2 separate regions of the Ovis aries genome follow, and region 1 is linked to region 2. A link is a contact called in public Hi-C data. All regions are on one chromosome and are shown on one strand. The core of a region is the stretch at or near the end of the contact, and the rest is flanking DNA. Distances in the headings are between cores, read along the strand shown.

Evidence for each region. A called contact is a pair of places that touch in the nucleus more often than the background predicts.
Region 1: a contact with region 2 is called in a Hi-C map of hypothalamus, with 4 times the contacts expected there. The contact joins the enhancer-like site here to the promoter of ELF2 in region 2. A contact is called at or near these places in 2 of 16 Hi-C or Micro-C datasets (hypothalamus and skin fibroblasts).

Annotation. Positions count from the first base shown.
Region 1 is chr17:18,603,498-18,608,885 of ARS-UI_Ramb_v3.0, forward strand. All of the region lies in intron 2 of ELF2 (E74 like ETS transcription factor 2), which reads left to right. Among named protein-coding and RNA genes, the nearest start is that of NOCT, 47 kb to the right of the region's middle. Within about 2 kb of position 3,939, at least 54 of the 54 cell types and tissues checked have an H3K27ac peak or open chromatin away from gene starts, as enhancers often do. A contact at or near this core is called in hypothalamus, where this site is marked.
Region 2 is chr17:18,525,184-18,530,243 of ARS-UI_Ramb_v3.0, forward strand. It overlaps ELF2 (E74 like ETS transcription factor 2), which reads left to right and starts at 3,257. Exons shown (of 9, transcript XM_060401003.1): 1 at 3,257-3,497.

The DNA.
Region 1 (5,388 bases), core at 2,689-5,188, 79 kb after region 2:
AATGTGTATACATACACACATATGCATTATATACACATTTTCACAGTCTGCATGGCTTGAGTGATATTGTATGGAAGAAATGCATTATATTTTAGTCCTGCCACATTTATATTTTAACATTTTACCGTGTTGTTAAAACTTCTTTGAACATGTTTTTAATAAAACAATCCATTGAATTTCTTGGTTATTTCCTCAAGCTAGGCCCTGGAAATGAATTTTCTAGATCAGTATATATTTACCTCTTTAAGACTCTTGATATCTGACAGTCATTGCTTTCTTGAAAATGTGTACCAGTTTATGTTTCCAGCAGCTATAATTTCTAAAATAGTAAAGTGGATTTTAACTTTTCATCCATTTTGTAACTTTGTCTCATCTTGCTTGTTATTCCTATTTTATTGATGGCTTTTGAAAGCCTGGTTATAGGACCAAAACAGAATTGCATTAAACTCTAGGGAATTATGTTTCTATAAGAGCTTTACATATATAGGAATATTTTCTAGCCTTTCTACATAATTTGTATTAATATTTCATAAATATTATATATGTTTATATATTAACTGTGAAGTATCATGCAGAAATAGACACAGCTTCTGTTCCCTTGGAAGTTAAAATATAAGGCAGATATGGGTCTGTATAATTAAGATTCTGTTGTTGTTTAGTAGCTGCGTCATGTCTGACTCTTTTATGACCCCATAGACTGTAGCCCACCAGGCGCCTCTGTCCATGGAATTTCCCAGGCAAGAATACCGGAATGGGTTTCCATTTCCTTCTCCCAGGGATCTTCCCTACCTAGGGATCAAACCCACATCTCCTGTACTGGCAGGCAGTTAATTACTGAGCCACTAGGGAATCCCCTTAATTAAGATATACCCAGAGTAAAATACACAGACACACACTGTTATCTTCCTTAAAAGATATACCTCAAGAAGCAAACAGTAAGATGGAAGTTATGTATGAGGCTTCAAAGTGGCTCCCACAGTGAGAAGATAATTTGTTTCCTTTTGAGCCAAGTCAGACTGTTGCCTCCAGAAAAAATAAACCTTTAGTTTACCTCACTCTCTTCCTTTCAAAACACATTAATATCTGTTGACTGATAAGAGTGGAAATTCGGGTTTGTTTTCAATTTCAGTGTTCTGTCTAAAGCTAGAAATTAGCTCCTTAGTATTCCTTATCATCCTTTCATCTGGAAGCTCTCAGTTTATGATACTGCCTGTAGATGGATGTCCTTATTTTAAATTAACTAGAAATTAAAAACGACCAATCATACAGTTTTTTTGTCCAATAGGTGGCAAGTTTACCTAACTACAGGAAAGAAATCGCTGTTTGGTTTAAGGGAAGGTTGTATTTTGGAAATGGCAGATAGGTTCTTTTTGGGGAGGCTGGGGATTATGGTGGTAGGACTAGGGGAAAGGTCCAAAGGAATCAATGAGTATTTAGAAGAAAAGAAAAAAGTCATGGACTGTGTAATCTACTCTGAAGTTGCACTGACATGTTGGGCAAATATTTGTAAAAGGACACTGTATTAGTACTACCACTGGAAAAAGTTTGTTCTGTAGTTATCAGCATAGTTCATTCAATCTAGATCATAAGAATGATCTTGTTATTAAAAATAAGTAACAAAATTTTCTTTTGTTAATTCAGCAAATACTTTTTGAACACTTATTCCGGAGGGAGGCACTGTTTTATGTTTTGTGTAGAAACTATAGGGCAACTTTTTTTTTTTTAATATTACGAAACTCTGAAACCAAGGAAGCATTTTGTGTGTGTGTGTGTGTGTGTTTAATGAAGCTTCATCTAAGTCATTTTATAGGCTTGATTTCTTGTGTTGTAAGTTTGTAGTCACTGTGGCAATTTAGCTCCTGCTTCTACTATATTTAAATATGTACGTTATTTGTAATAAGGTTAGTTTTATCAAAAAGATCTTTAAAATTAAGTAGATGATGTGAAATACATTTGCTTCAGAATGAACCAAATATAAATATGAGGGTACATAAACTTCATGACTAGCAAACTTGGGGAGGATAATCTAATCTCTCAGACGTTGGCATGTTCTGTTGTTTGTTAATAAACAGTTATCTAGAGTGCTAACACTTCTGTAGAGGGGAAAGGACAAAGTCGGTCCCTGAGAGTAACTGGATGCTCCTTACTTTGTTCAAGGAAAGCTTTTACAATGTTTTCCGGGTATGACTTTTTTTAGTTGGTATTCTTGTTTTAAAACAAGTGCAGCCTTCCAAGTGAACGGGTTACATGTAGCATAAGCGTTGACACGGCCAAACAAGTTAAACAGCTACCTTTATTTACAGCTGCAGGACTAGGATTAGATCTCTTCCAGAAAGAAAATTTGATTAATGACTCTTTTCTAGAGTGGGGACAACTGCAGACTTTTCTTCCGCAGAGCGTGAAATGTGCCTCTTCCTGCCGAGGGGCCTCGTCCTAGCCGCGGCTCCCGGGGCGACTTCCAGCCTCAGGTGTCCCCTTCGGCTGCGGGCCGCGGCCGCTCTCCGGGGCGGGCGTCCGGGACTTCCTGTCTGGGCGCGGGGCGGAAGGATCGCGTTGCCAGCCGAGGCGGCCACCGCCGCCGCCGCCGCCCCTGCCGTTAGGTGGTGGGGTTTCTCAGCCCGGCGGCGGGAGGCGGGCCGGCCTCGGCTTCCTGTCGGAGGACGCGCAAGGATCCGGGCGTCTGAGAGTGTGAGTGCGTGAGTGTGTGTCGGCCACACGGCGTGTGTCTCCGGCCGCGGGTTCCGCCTCCTCCCCTGCCGCCGCTGCTCACGGTGTAAGTCAATGTGAAGCAGCAGCTCCAGCCCCGGGATAAACATGGCGACGTCTCTGCATGAGGGACCCACGAACCAGCTGGATCTGCTCATCCGGGCTGGTAAGGACAGGGGAACTTTACTCCGGTGCATCAGTGTAGCAGGAGAGGGGGTGCACAGGAGGCGGGGTGGCTCCCCTGTAGCGGTCAGTGCAGGGGGGACCATGTCCATCAGTCACTGGGGCGGCCGGGGGAAAGGGGGGTAGTGAATGAAGTAATGGAGGCGACGAATCAGGAAGTGATCACCTTGGAGAGTAACCTGCTTCGAATCCGGCGCTGTCGCTTTAGGGTGGGTTTGTGGAGCAGCGGCGGCAGCTGCCGGGCGGAGCGCTGGCAGCGGGTGCCGGGGAACGGAACCGCAGTTAAGTTGGGGACTCGGGGGCGGACGAGTTGTGCGCTTCACCCCAGTTGCTGAGGAACCAGGAAGTGAGTGAAGCTGTTGTCTCCCGGCAGCGCCTGCCACGCTGTCTGACCCGAGAGGCCGCTACTGCCCGCGGTCGGGGGCGGCCGGCTTCTCGGGTGGACGCTCGCCACTCCCGCCCTGTCCTCCTTTCAGACTTGGTCCACAAATCCTCGACTTCCGCATGGACGAGGCAGCCCCGGGCCATGTCCGGTAGATCGATACGCGCCAAAAAAAAAAAAAAAAAAAAAAAACCCAAAACCTCTGACCCTCGTCTTCACATCTCCACCTTCTGCGGTCTCAGGAGTAACGGTTCTGGAAAGGGTCACTTAATAACGTGGAGCGGCCCGGGGTGGTGTTTCTCTCAAGGGCCCGCCTCCCTTTCCTCGTTTAGTGGGCGGCAGTGGAGAAGTAGGTTTATTCCCCTTCCCTCGTGGGTTGTTTTTTTTAGGGGGGGAGAATAGAAAAGACACGGAATGTATTTTGTACCCCTGCCCCGGAGCGTTGGGGGCGTCAGAGAAGAACGTTTATTTTGGTAAACAGTGGGTGAAGGTGGGGCGGGCGGGAGGGAGTCTTGGCCCTAGGGAAGTCTCCGCAAGGAATTGCCCCCCTTTCCCCTCCCCCCCAAGCCTCCCACCTTAGCGGAAGCGCCTCGGAGAGGACAGAATGGACGGGATTGACAGCCCTCTGGTTCCAATCTGCTCGCTGAGTTGTTCCAAATAAGAACGTTGGTTTCTGGGGGCGGGACTCTGGGCCCGCGCTGGGCCAATGAAGATTGGGCGGGAGTGAAGCTGACAATGTACGCATGGAATTGGAGGGAAGAGGAGTGTAAACACGGAAGTGGCCGCGGGGGTGGGGGATGTGCAGCGCCACTGCTGCAGCGGAAGGGCACGGACTTAAGTTACATAGAAAAAGCAGCTTTACTTAATAGCAGACAGCGCAGTGAGAGTCCTGAATAGGCGTAGCAGTGCTTGAGTACGATTTACTTACTGTAGTGAACATAAATATTCCTTTCCCTGGGTTTTGTTTCATATCGCCATCGATGGGAATTGGAAGATGGGGAATAGTCATCGAAGAGCATTGCTGGGAAAGGTCTTACCGTCTGTTTTCCATCCATTGTTTTTAGGTAGTGAAGTTAGTAGTTTGGTTGGGGAAACTGTTTCAATTCGGTTGGGAGAAATCATAAATGTATATTTAACAGAACTTAATCTTTAAAATGTAATACTGCAGAGCCCCAAAGAAAAATCACAGTGAGTAGTGATGAAAGCACATTTGACAGTTATTTTCTAATTAGAGCAAGATCATAAATATTAGTGAAAAAGGGGCAGAGTACAATGAAAACTTGGTCCCTTTGTGTAAGTTCAGTCTATTAATAATACTGTTTGAATTAAGGGATGGAATTTTTGGCTTTATATTATTGGTACTAACAATACTTTTGTTTAGGTCAGTCTTGTTGATCGTGTACCTTTTCAGAAACGTTCCTAGTGGTTATGAGAACTTTAGGATAGTCCATGCAGTTAGAATTTTTTAAAATACTGTGAAGATAAGAGGGCTTAATTTTGCCAAGAGATCCTTTTTATAAGCTTTTGGCATTATCAAAACCGAATGTGATCTGTAGATATTTTGCTAGGAGTGGATACATACAGTCTAGTTTTAAAAATACAAAAGTTGTATCTTCTTTGGACGAGATTTTTTTTTTTTAAGTGAAATGCTGTTTTCCAGTTCTGCTGCATTTCACAAGTATATACAAATTTTACAAGTGAAGTTTGTGACAATAGTGTTCTGTGAAGAATATATTTTAATACAGTTGTTTTCAAATATTCCCTCAGTCATGTTCATGTAATCTGAAATTCCTTTATAAACTGTTTTAGAAGGAAATTTGAGACAGGTTTGCTAGTTTATCCAAGGTTTATTCATTGAAAAAGTTGGGGAGGAAATGTGACCTGGAAAATGAAGAATCATGGATCTAACTTTTATTGCTGCCAGTTTCCAATAATGTTGGGAGAGTAATGTTAAAAGGGTTTGTATTTGTAAATGGACATAATGATACTTTTATTCCCTTGAGCGAAGTCATAAAGTGTTAGAATTATTCTTCACAAAGCTTTACAGTCTAATTGAGGAGACGGGTGAAAATCTATATAATACATAAATGTTAAATTTAATTACAGTGATTGCTATA
Region 2 (5,060 bases), core at 2,007-4,506:
TGGGAGGGATGGATACAGTAACTCACCAACAAGGTAGGTTAACATCATAGTATAACTGCACAGTTGCCCAGAACCACTTACTCTTTAAAGAGACAAAAGAAGAGATTTTTTTGGCTGTTTTATAAAGTTTAGATAGTTGCTGGTAACTTGTGATTTGCCCACCTGCAATGAGGGAATCCAACAAGTTAAAAACATATGTCAGTCACTCAAAATTCACAACTGTGTCAGGGCCTTGTGATACCCAGCTTCCAACATGGCCCTAGTGTTATGTCCTTGTGTAGTGGTCTGTATGACCAGCAGAATACTGGTTAGAATAGGCAGCATGGCATTCCTTTGTTCTCTTGGATTACTCACTTTGAAAGGGAATAGAGCCTTATTTAGCCAACTATAACTCAATAGTGCTGAAGGATTTGCCCCAAAAAGAGAATGTTCAATTTGGGAGGGACAAATTATTTACAGGCTACCACTTGGAGAATTTAGTCTTGTCCTTCATTCCTCATGTTGATTACCACTTCCAGCCTTAAAACAGGTGCTAAGGGGTCCTTCTTGCATTTATCATTCTGATATAAAAGTGATGATAACCTCTTCTCTTATTTTGCCTGTCATACTGAAGACAGGCTGAGTAGTCTAAGATGATCTTAAAAAGAGATTTTCTTAGCGAAAACAAAAGGGAAAGAGAGAAAACAAAATTATTCTACCTAATATACATATAATCTTAATAATGTTTGGTCTCTATATATACAGACCAAATCTGTTCCTAACTTAGAAATCAGGGCTTGTTGCATACTCCTTATTATGCCATGTTATGGTCATGGAGATACAGTAGTACTGAATATTAATTCCTTACAAATATAAAAAATGGACAATAGTGAACTTGTACTCAGGCACTTAAGTCCTATCCAACTCTGTGACCTCATGGACTGTAGCCCACCAGGCTCCTCTGTCCCTGGGATTCTCCAGGCAAGAACACTAGAGTGGGTTGCCATTGCCTTCTAAGTTATAGGCTATTTTACAGGAAATAGGGCATTAGAAATATTGCCCTAGAAAGGATGCTGTTTATAGTATTCTGTTTAATGTGTATGAAAGATTTGAATGTTATAGGGACAAGTCGCTCAGTCGTGTCTGACTCTTTGCGACCCTATGGACCATACAGTCCATGGAATTCTCCCGGCCAGAATACTGGAGTGGGTAGCCCTCTCCAGGTGATCTTCCCAACCAGGGATCGAACCCAGGGGTCTCCCGCATTGCAGGCAGAGTCTTTACCAGCTGAGCCACAAGGGAAGCCCTTGAATGGGCTTTATAAGGCTTTATAAATTCTTTAATTTAGAAAAGTGGCAAGAGTCGCTATGTTTTAAAACTCAGGAATCTAAAAAACTTCATCAGAGTTCAGAGGATCTCTGACTGACCCTATTTGCTATACAGATTTCCCCTGTTTAAAAGCAAAAATCTCTTAAGAAAAAAGTACCCAGAGTTGCTTTTTCAGATAGAAAGAATCCCCTCACAACCCTCTTGGCTTCCCAGTAAATATACAGGCATTATTAGCTTTAAAAAAAGAGAAGATCATTAAATTCCTCGCTCTTCAGAGACTTCTACCAGAGGGCCTCCTGTGATTCTTTGAAGTTTGAGCCTTACTGTAGCGTTATTTCCACGGTTCCCACGTTACTTTCAAGAACAGCCATCTCTTATAATCCTCAGCGTTTTTCCTTCGTTCAGGAGTGACGGTGGAGCCTCAAAAAGAAAGCGACTGGAGCCGGGAAACGAACCTGCTGAACACTGTGCCGGGTCCATCGGAGTGCGGCTGCAGGAGCCCGGGAGGGGACCAGAATCGGTCCCCACGCGCACTGGGAGTCTCGGTTCTTTGTTGAATAAATACAAGAAAATGCGGCGGCGGCCAAGTGTGTTGATGGGGGAATAGGTTGAGGCGTTTATATGCATAACTGTGCGTAAGAAAGATCATTAATGAGGCGCTACAAACGCAGGACAACCCTGGGCACCGTGTCATTGGCTTTTGTGTACTTGGAGGCGCGTGAGTGCCCTGCTCAGAGATTCCTCTTTGTGTGAAAGGGGGGAAACCAGAAGCTTGCAGCTACAACTGGGTTTTCATTTCCTTTCGAATTCGCAGGCACTCAAATACTCCCGCACCAACACTCTCCCACATTCCCGCACCGCCAATCCTCGGACTTCAGTTACTTGTCCGTCCGTCGCCGACCGAGCGAGGAGCGACAATGGCTCGGGGTGGACACCCGCAGCTCCCCGGGGCCAGAGCCAGGGGACGGCTCGCCGCGCTCCGCAGCTGCGCGCTGAGCCCTGCCGCCCGCCCGTCAGCAAACGCGAGCACCAACCGTCGCGCGGCCCGGCCGTTGGGCGGGTGGTAATTTCTGGGAATGGGGCGGGGTCCGCGGGGTACAAGGCCGGGCGTTGCAGGCTAGCGGGAGGAGGAAGAGCGGGCTGCGCGGAGGGGCGCGGGCAGGGAGGGGCGTGGCTCCACGAGCGTCACGGGCCGGGGAGGCACTCGGGGCGGGGCCGGTGGCGCACTCCTGCCCGCCCGCGCCCCCGCCTTCCACTTAGTCCCGGCTTCGGAGTGGAGATGCGAGAGACCCGGGCTAGGAGTTTCCACAACCTACAGTCCTCAGTGACTGTCAGGCTGCCCGAGGGCCGAGCAGTCCCTGGAGGAGAAGGGAGGGAGTCCAGAGCTTGGGGATGGGGTGACAGCCCGGGCCCGCGGGGGCCCTCCGAGAGGGGCAAGGGTGTATGAGTGCCGTCTGGGCCGGCGGCCGCTGCAGGTGCACGCGCGGCCCCGCTGCCCCCCACGCGCCAGCCCGCGTTTGGGAGCCCCCGCGCCAGTCCCGGGCCCGGGTCGGAGTCGGGAACATGCTGGCGACGCGCCGAGCAGGAAGCGGGACAAGTGGCGAGAGTCTTTACCTGAGAAGGCGGGTTTTGGAGAAGTTGGGGGGCTACAGGGCGGGCGAGATTCGAGACGGCCACGGAAGCATGTTGGGCGGGCTGGTGCGGGCCGAGGGCGGCGAGGCCCCGCGGGGTATAAATAGCCGGCCCGGGTTTGACAGGCGCGGCGGTGACTGGCGGTGCCGCCGCACCCCCCTCCCCGCCGCCGCGTGGGGAGGGGAGGAGCGCTCGGAGCGGGCGGGGTGGGGGAGGCGGACTCGAGTGTCCTGGTGGCGGCGGCAGGAGGCCGAGGGGGAGGAGCCGAGGCGGGGGGTGGAGGGCGGGGGCCACCATTGCTCCCCGCGCCGGGCTCAGTGTCGCCGCCGTCGCCTCGGCGGTTGGGGGGTCGGTGGAGCGGCGAGGACGGGGGGCTCTGCGCGGGGCGGCGCGCCGCTGTTTTGTCTCCTCCTCTCCCAGTGGAGCGGCTCGGGCAGCCGGGGAGGCCCCGGCTCCCTCCGGACGCCTGGCCAACGGCGGCGGCGGCGGCGGCTACTCCGCGGCCCTGCCGGGAGGGAAAGCGACGCGGCGGTCTTCCCGGGCGACGCGGAGAGCAGGTAAGAGCGCGGGCCGCCGAGGCTGGTGGGAGGGAGGGAGGGCGGAGGGTGCGGCGAGAAAGCCTTGCCGTCCCGAGTGCCACCGCCTCCCTCCGCGCCCCCGCCCGGCGCCTGTGTTGTTTGCTCCGGGGTTAGCGGAGGGTTTTCCGGAGGCTGTGGCGGTGACACCGGCCGGGAGCTGGGAAAGGGGGCTGAGTGCCCGGGGGCAACGGTCGGGGAGCTGGACTTGGAGAAAGGGGAAGGCGCGCGGCGCGCCGCCCGCGAGGAGCGCGGGGCGCGGAGCGGGGCTGAGGGAAGAGGTTACAGACCCCGGCGGGGGGGATGGGCCGCGCGCAGCTGGTCTCGCTGTGTTTACATCGCCGCGCGAGTCACCTCTGCCGAGAAGCGGACTGAACTGACCCGCCTTAGCCCGCGAGGAGGCCAGGGCGGGGGTCCGGCCCTAGAGGAAACGCGTCCTGGGAGGGTCGGGTAAGGCGGGAGGCGGCGGCCGGCGCCGGGGCAGGGCGGCGAGTCCGGGGCGGGACCTGGGCGGCTGCGGCCGCGTGGGGTGGCGTGGACGGCTAGAGAGCAGTTTCCTCCGCCGTCGGGCCTCCTAGTCGCCTCTTACCTTTCCTGCTCTCTGCTGCTAGCTGGCACGGCAGGTTGTACGCGGTCATTCTTTTATTCTCACTCCACACCGGCCCCCTGCTGCCACTTCCCCCTGTTCCCGCGGGAGTGGGGAGGCTGGGCTCTGACAGGAATCTGTTTTTTAAACAAAACAAAAACGGGCTCTGTAACATGCGCGTCCAGTGACCGCCTTATGGAGCCTCTCTTCGCGAAGCTGGCCCTCCGGGACCATGTTCCTGGGTATTGGAGGGTGGGGTGGGGGGACGCGGCAGGAGGACGGTGAAGGCTTGGCTAGGGCTGGAACTGACTGCCTGAGCAGCTTTGCGAGCTGGCAGCCGAGTCCCCTCTCTACTTGGGCATTTTTATTCCATGTCAGTAGAGGACAGAGAAAATACCCCATTACCCCGAGAGTAATCTAGATTGAACAGTTTCTAACGTTCCTCATGTGCCAGCATCCTGGGCTCTTTTTTTTGTAGGAGCTAGCTACGCTGCAGAATAGGCTTTAAGTTCATCGTACTTCATGAAAGAAGAAAGAGGCAAACACTTTATTGTACAACTATGAATTTCACCCCCTATCTTGTGTTCGTCAACATTTATTTCAACTGTATGGTTTAAATTTTAATCCGCTGATGATAGAAGAGTAATCTGGTGTTTAGTAATCAGATTTGCCTTTCTTTTTAACTGTGAGTCTGTATCGTGAAGTAAATTATGCACTTTGTCTAGTGCTGTGGTCACAGAATAGTGTCAGCATGCACAGAATAATGTCTACTTTACCAAGATAGGATTGGATATTTGAGTTTCAGAATTTCTTCTTTTCTTCAGAAGGTAGAATGACTTTATATAAGGCTGGAAGCTAATTACATTTAAAGGGGTTTAGGAGTAAGGTTTAAATATGATATAATAGTTTACAAAGTGAGTTTATATGAGTATTACTGAGATACCTTCTAAAAACATGAA